2 separate regions of the Astyanax mexicanus genome follow, and region 1 is linked to region 2. Evidence: chromatin contacts called from public Hi-C data. All regions are on one chromosome and are shown on one strand. Each heading gives the region's core, a stretch centred on a gene start, on an enhancer-like site or on the middle of the called end of the contact. The rest is flanking DNA. Distances are from core to core; before and after follow the strand shown. Region 1 overlaps LOC103037480 (lysine-specific demethylase RSBN1L). Region 2 overlaps LOC103037814 (protein tyrosine phosphatase non-receptor type 12).

Region 1 (2,826 bases), core at 22-2,521, 78 kb before region 2:
ACCTACAGTGTGTCATATACATTTCTTGTGTTATAATTAGTGGTGTCAATCGATAAAAAAAAATCTGATTATCACACTTTTCTTTCTTTAGAATAAGCTTTTGATAATGGGTATTTAAATGTGAATAAAAGAGTCACTGTTAGAAACACTTAGATTTGTATTACTGTATTACTGGTGCCAATTTCTTAAAAATATAATTGTATTAATCACAACAATATTCTGTGACTAAATCGTGGATAAAATCAAGAATACATTTTTTTTTTGTTTTTACCTGGCTGACTAGTTCCTTTTATTTACTGTAATATAATATATCAGGGTAGTTTTACTCTATTATAATATCTCAGGGTAGTTTTGATGCTTTTTAAATTAGAATTTTGTTTAATGTACTAAAATTGATTATTTTTATCTATTAAATTAGTATTAAAGTATAAAGGAAAAGGAAACTATGTGAGACATACAGTGTCATATACATTTCTTGTGTTATAATTAGTGGTGTCAGTCGATAGAAAAATATGATTAATCACCTTTTTTCCCCATAAGAATAAGCTTTTCATATCTGTTTTTAATGTGAATAAAATAGTTAAGTGTTACACACTTAGATTTGTATTATTGGTGCAAATTCCTAAAAAATATAATTGTATTAAATCACAACAATATTCTATGACTAAATCATGGATAAAACCATGATTACATTTTTTTTAAATGCTGGTGTTGAACAGTATTAGTATTCAAGTTTCAAGATTAACTGCATGTACAAATGTTGACAACTACTAAACATATGAAATAAAATTAAATAAAGTCAAAGAACTCTTTATTTCTAAGCTCATGTGCTAAAATTGGTTATTTTGTTCATTAATCTTTCAAATATAGGAAAAGGTAAATAATTGTAAAATACAGTGTGTCATGTACATTTCTTTAAGTGGTATAATAGTATTGCATCACTGATTTGGCCTCTTGTTTATTTTTCAATGGTCTGCAATGGTTGTTTAGGCTGATGGCAAAACAGATGCATGTATCAGTTTCTAAAAAATAATCCAGACTCAAACAGCCCCTCCCTCACTGTCTCACCCAGACTCACTAATAAAAGCTTACACAGCAGTACTGCTGATACACATCACTGCTATCACACTGCACGGTGTGGGTGGCGGCGGGTTATATAACTCTACTAATCCACCTCCGGCCACGCTAAGTATAGCTGAGAGACCCCAACTCCCAGACAAGCCTCATTATTCACCTCACTCCTGACCGTGTCTGCGCCTCTACTGCAGCACCAGCTCATTCCGTTCCAGCAGATTCATGTTTAATTATCACAGACTACTGACTGGACAGAAGCACACACAACTCTAAAATCACTAAAATACCCAGAAAACACACACACAGTTACACACACCCCTCCCCGCCAAACTAAGCCACTGAGCTACACTTGACCTCGTCGGTGTGTTAGTTAGCCAAGTTTGCTAACTTTAACTAGAGATTAAAAGTATAACTTTACACTGCAAATGGCTCATAAAACGTTCTTCCGCAAATACAGTGGTTCTATATACAGTATAACTTCTAAAACCGTTTGAACACTTACTGTAACCTGGTCTTTTCCTTGTTCAGATGAATTTGTAGATTATTAAAATTTTTACTACTCCACAGCTAACTAGCTTGTTAGCTAATTAGATTTTAAAATGAATTTTAATACTACTAAACTACTACTAAAAAAAGGTCTAAAAAAAGTGTGCCTTAATGTTGTTTCCATTTTTAGTAGAGCATTAACAATTTTACACAATATTTTTTATAACTATGTTAGCCACAAATAAAAAAAAATTCTAGCAACCCAAAGTTAATACATTTTTAGCAACCCCAAGGTAAAAAAAATTCTGGCAACCAAAAATCTATCATTTTTAAGCAACCCAAAGTAAATAAAAATTCTAGCAACCCAAAGTTAAAATAAATGGTAATAACCCAAAGTAATTAAAAGTATTCTAACAAGCTAAAGTTTAAAAAAATGTAAGAAATCTAAAGGATTTCGGCTCCTACTCATGTTTATTTAAGACATGCAAATATCTTGCCTCTGATTGGCTAACAGAAATGAGATACTCCATCCATGGCTTTGTAATGGGCAGTCCAAGCCAAGGTGGGCGAGGCCATGAATTCGGTTTTCTTTTATTGGCTAATGCGGCATGAATATGCAACTGAGAGGGACCTATTGTATTTTATTGTATTTCCAAACGAGCATGTACTAAATGGTTTCTAGTGAAATGACAACTAACATTTTAAAGTAACGAGTAGCTGTTTTCAGTGGATGAATGCTCTGTTCCCAGTTTTAGGCTTTGTGCAGTATAATCACTATTATCTAAAAGAGAATTTTATTTGCAGCGGAATGTACTGTTCGATACTCATGCATGTTTAACGGAGAGCTTCATAACCGAACAAAACAACATTCTACCGCATTCCTTACACTCTATCCACTGCTATCTTAATAAAATTACAAAACAAGATTGAGCAGCTAAACCAAGGCAGATACCACACAAGCAAGTCTTTTAACATCATTCAACAACTTAACACTGAGGCTAACTTGCATTCAGTTCTTGTGGCTCCTGTTCATAAACTACAGATGCACACTTTAAGAACCCAACATGTGTTCTGGAGAGGGGAGAGAAAACTGCAAAAAGTAATGGAACAGTTCACACAGCACACAATGATGAAACACACTGCTCAGTGATCCTATGCTTTTAATCTTCAGTCATCTCCAAACATAGTTGTCTTAAATTCTACACAGAGTAACTGTGGAAACATTTCTGGATTAATCATGAAAGTGGAAGCGTGCCGGTGGGTCAG
Region 2 (2,780 bases), core at 85-2,584:
GATTCTCAATAGTGTTTGTTTTTACACTAATCTTATCTTTTATATATGTTTTTTAATCAAATATCATTTGGTACTCTACTTCATCATAGAATACAATACACTATATAAAAAAAAGACCACAGATAATATGGCTAAAGGTTACACCTACCCGGTGGTGTTTTTGTCGTTGTGGTCATAGAGTTCTGTGTGGTATGAAAAGGGAGAAAAAAAGGAACATTAACATTAACAGGAACAATCATTCAGATGTAAATGATCAGGCTGTTTTGTACATAGTGTCTGGCTCACCTGAAGAGAGAGAGAAGCTACTCCTGATTCAGCTGAACCCAAATCCTTCTCTACTTTCACATCTACTGGATCTGGAGGAGATGAAGAGAATAGCATAATTAACTTCACAGAAGAAATTTGAGAAATAGAATTTGAAGGCAATTTTTAACATAACATAACAACATATAAAGTAGGGCTGGGAGGTTAATCAAATTATTTGTTTAATGAAGTTACTGTTTGAATGCAATTTTCACATTGGGATGATTGAGATTGTTTACATATAATAGTATATATACACATATATACAAAGAAGTAAAAATCATAATAAAAAAAAAAAAGATCACAATTAAGATTACAATTATTATTATTGTTTTTTAAACAATATAGCCCAGCCGTAGTTTTTGGCATTCCTCCCTTTTCTTTAACCTTTTTACATAATAAACTACAATGTGCTTTATTTAAAGTTCCTTCATGAAGAAACATGATATAAAATAACTCATAACTTATCAAAATAACAATCCTAAAGACAACAATTGATTTCACACAAAAGTGAGAAATGGTTGGTTTATGGCTATTTGATTTTCATGCTCATTTCTTTCCATATTTATTGTGCATTTTGTCTTGTAAAACTAATAGAATTGAAAGAGGCACAAACCTGGGGTCAATATTATTTCAATTACAACAGGTCATTTTCTGAATTCTCTCACCTGCTCATATTAATAAACATTGACAGTTGAAACAAAAGTGAATATGATTGAGTTCAGCACATGTGCCTCAGTCCAGAATGTGTGATAGTTTCTCTTGCAGCAGTGAACCGGTGCATTCACTGTAACTGCTGCAGTTTGCACACTCTGCTTTGGCTAAATTGAACATTCAAAAAGCACAAAAGGGAAAATTCCACTCCAAGGCCGAGGCACTGGTTTCATAGAGGATGTCTTGAATATTTTCCACACCTCCTGCACTTTTGAGCCCTGACATGAATACAAACGTGTGCGAGTCACGGCTCTGCGCTGCTGCTTTCTGACGCCCTCTCGTGGCCAGAGACGGAAGCACAACACGCTGGGATGGTCAAGACGCACCTGTGGCCAAAAAGAAGGACTCGGGGGTTCTTTCAGGAAGAGGGGGAGGCGAGTCTTCACTCTCGTCACTGTCTGAAGCAGACAAGAGCACGGTTACCCAACACAACTCAACAGCTCAACCACACACAAACACATCCACACTAATGTACGGAAGCATTCTGATTCACAGTGTGATAAAGAACCCTGCGGAATCAACACGCAGCCCAGTGACCAAACAGAACCAGCCAATAACGCCCGCCACAAGCCAAGACACCTGCACCAGCTCCACGTCAGCGATACTCTGGCATCACATTAATGTCAAAAGTCGGGGGCGCAAAAATACTAGGTGAAAAAAAAATTAACCAGCGTGTTTTAACATGTTGCGTGTGTAAATTAACTCCTACTGAGCACAAATTTTAAACTAGCGAGAAAAATGAAGCGCGAGAGCAACATTTTCTTCAGCGCGCACACGATTCCCTTTTTTTTGCTCGCTAGTTTCACATTTGTGCTCACGAGAAGTTAATTTTGCACACGCAAAATGTTAAAACACGCTGGTTATTTTTTTCACCTAGTATTTTTGCGCCCCCGACTTTTGAAATTAATGTGACGCCAAACGACACAGGGTCTCAAATGTTCCCAAATAGCCAGCCGCCTGCTGTTCCACAGGGCATGAGGCCTCAGCACCATCCCACTGCCCATGTGGAAAAAAAGCAGACATTTGAGACACGGTAGGCTCCTCGAGAAGGAGGCAGAAGAAATCTAATCATGAAAAGATGCCCAAAGATGCTCATTCCATCTCACGTTTTCATCAGCACACTATTCCACAGCTGTAGCGTACAGCCCACACCACTGCCATCTTCTCAGGGAAAAGCCCACCATGCAGCACAGTCCCCAGCACATGCAATCAGCCCTCATTTCACTTACTAAAATAAATTACAGCAAGGAAAGATCACTGATCATACAATATTTTGATTCCATTTTACAAGCCAAGATTGTTTTCTGTAGTGAATTAATTGTGAATACACTTGCTTACGTGGTTTAATTTTTCTATTGTCTAGAAAAGTCATAGAAATCTCCTTATATAAGGCAAGAATAAGGCTCTTATTCTGGGACTGAGGGCATATTTGGAAGGTAGTAGTAGTTAGTAGTTCCCAGAATTTTCTCTTATTAAGCTCCCCAACTCCAGAATAACTTTTCTGATTATGTTCGGGACTCAATCTTTGTAGTGCAGAATAAAAACTTGCTTATATAGTTTAGCTTTAGGTAATTAATGTTTTTCCCTTTAGATAAGGCTGCAGTTCCAGGGGTTCATGGACATAGGGAATTATGGGTAAACTGAGATGCTGGTGCTGTTGATGCCAGTGTTTTTGGGTGCCCCCATGTCTATGTTTCCTTCTACCTTAGCTACAATATAATATTGCACATTGTCGGTTCTCCATAAAATCAGACAAAAATAAC

The links. A called contact is a pair of places that touch in the nucleus more often than the background predicts.
Region 1: a contact with region 2 is called in a Hi-C map of muscle, with 15 times the contacts expected there. The contact joins two enhancer-like sites. A contact is called at or near these places in 3 of 3 Hi-C or Micro-C datasets (blood and muscle).

Annotation. Positions count from the first base shown.
Region 1 is chr2:36,172,311-36,175,136 of AstMex3_surface, reverse strand. LOC103037480 (lysine-specific demethylase RSBN1L) reads right to left here. Exons shown (of 8, transcript XM_007244994.4): 8 at 2,704-2,826. Among protein-coding and RNA genes, the nearest start is that of LOC125798972, 12 kb to the left of the region's middle. Within about 2 kb of position 1,271, the one cell type or tissue checked has an H3K27ac peak away from gene starts, as active enhancers do.
Region 2 is chr2:36,094,840-36,097,619 of AstMex3_surface, reverse strand. It overlaps LOC103037814 (protein tyrosine phosphatase non-receptor type 12), which reads right to left. Exons shown (of 17, transcript XM_007244996.4): 14 at 286-356; 15 at 149-182. Among protein-coding and RNA genes, the nearest start is that of LOC103037480, 10 kb to the left of the region's middle. Within about 2 kb of position 1,334, the one cell type or tissue checked has an H3K27ac peak away from gene starts, as active enhancers do.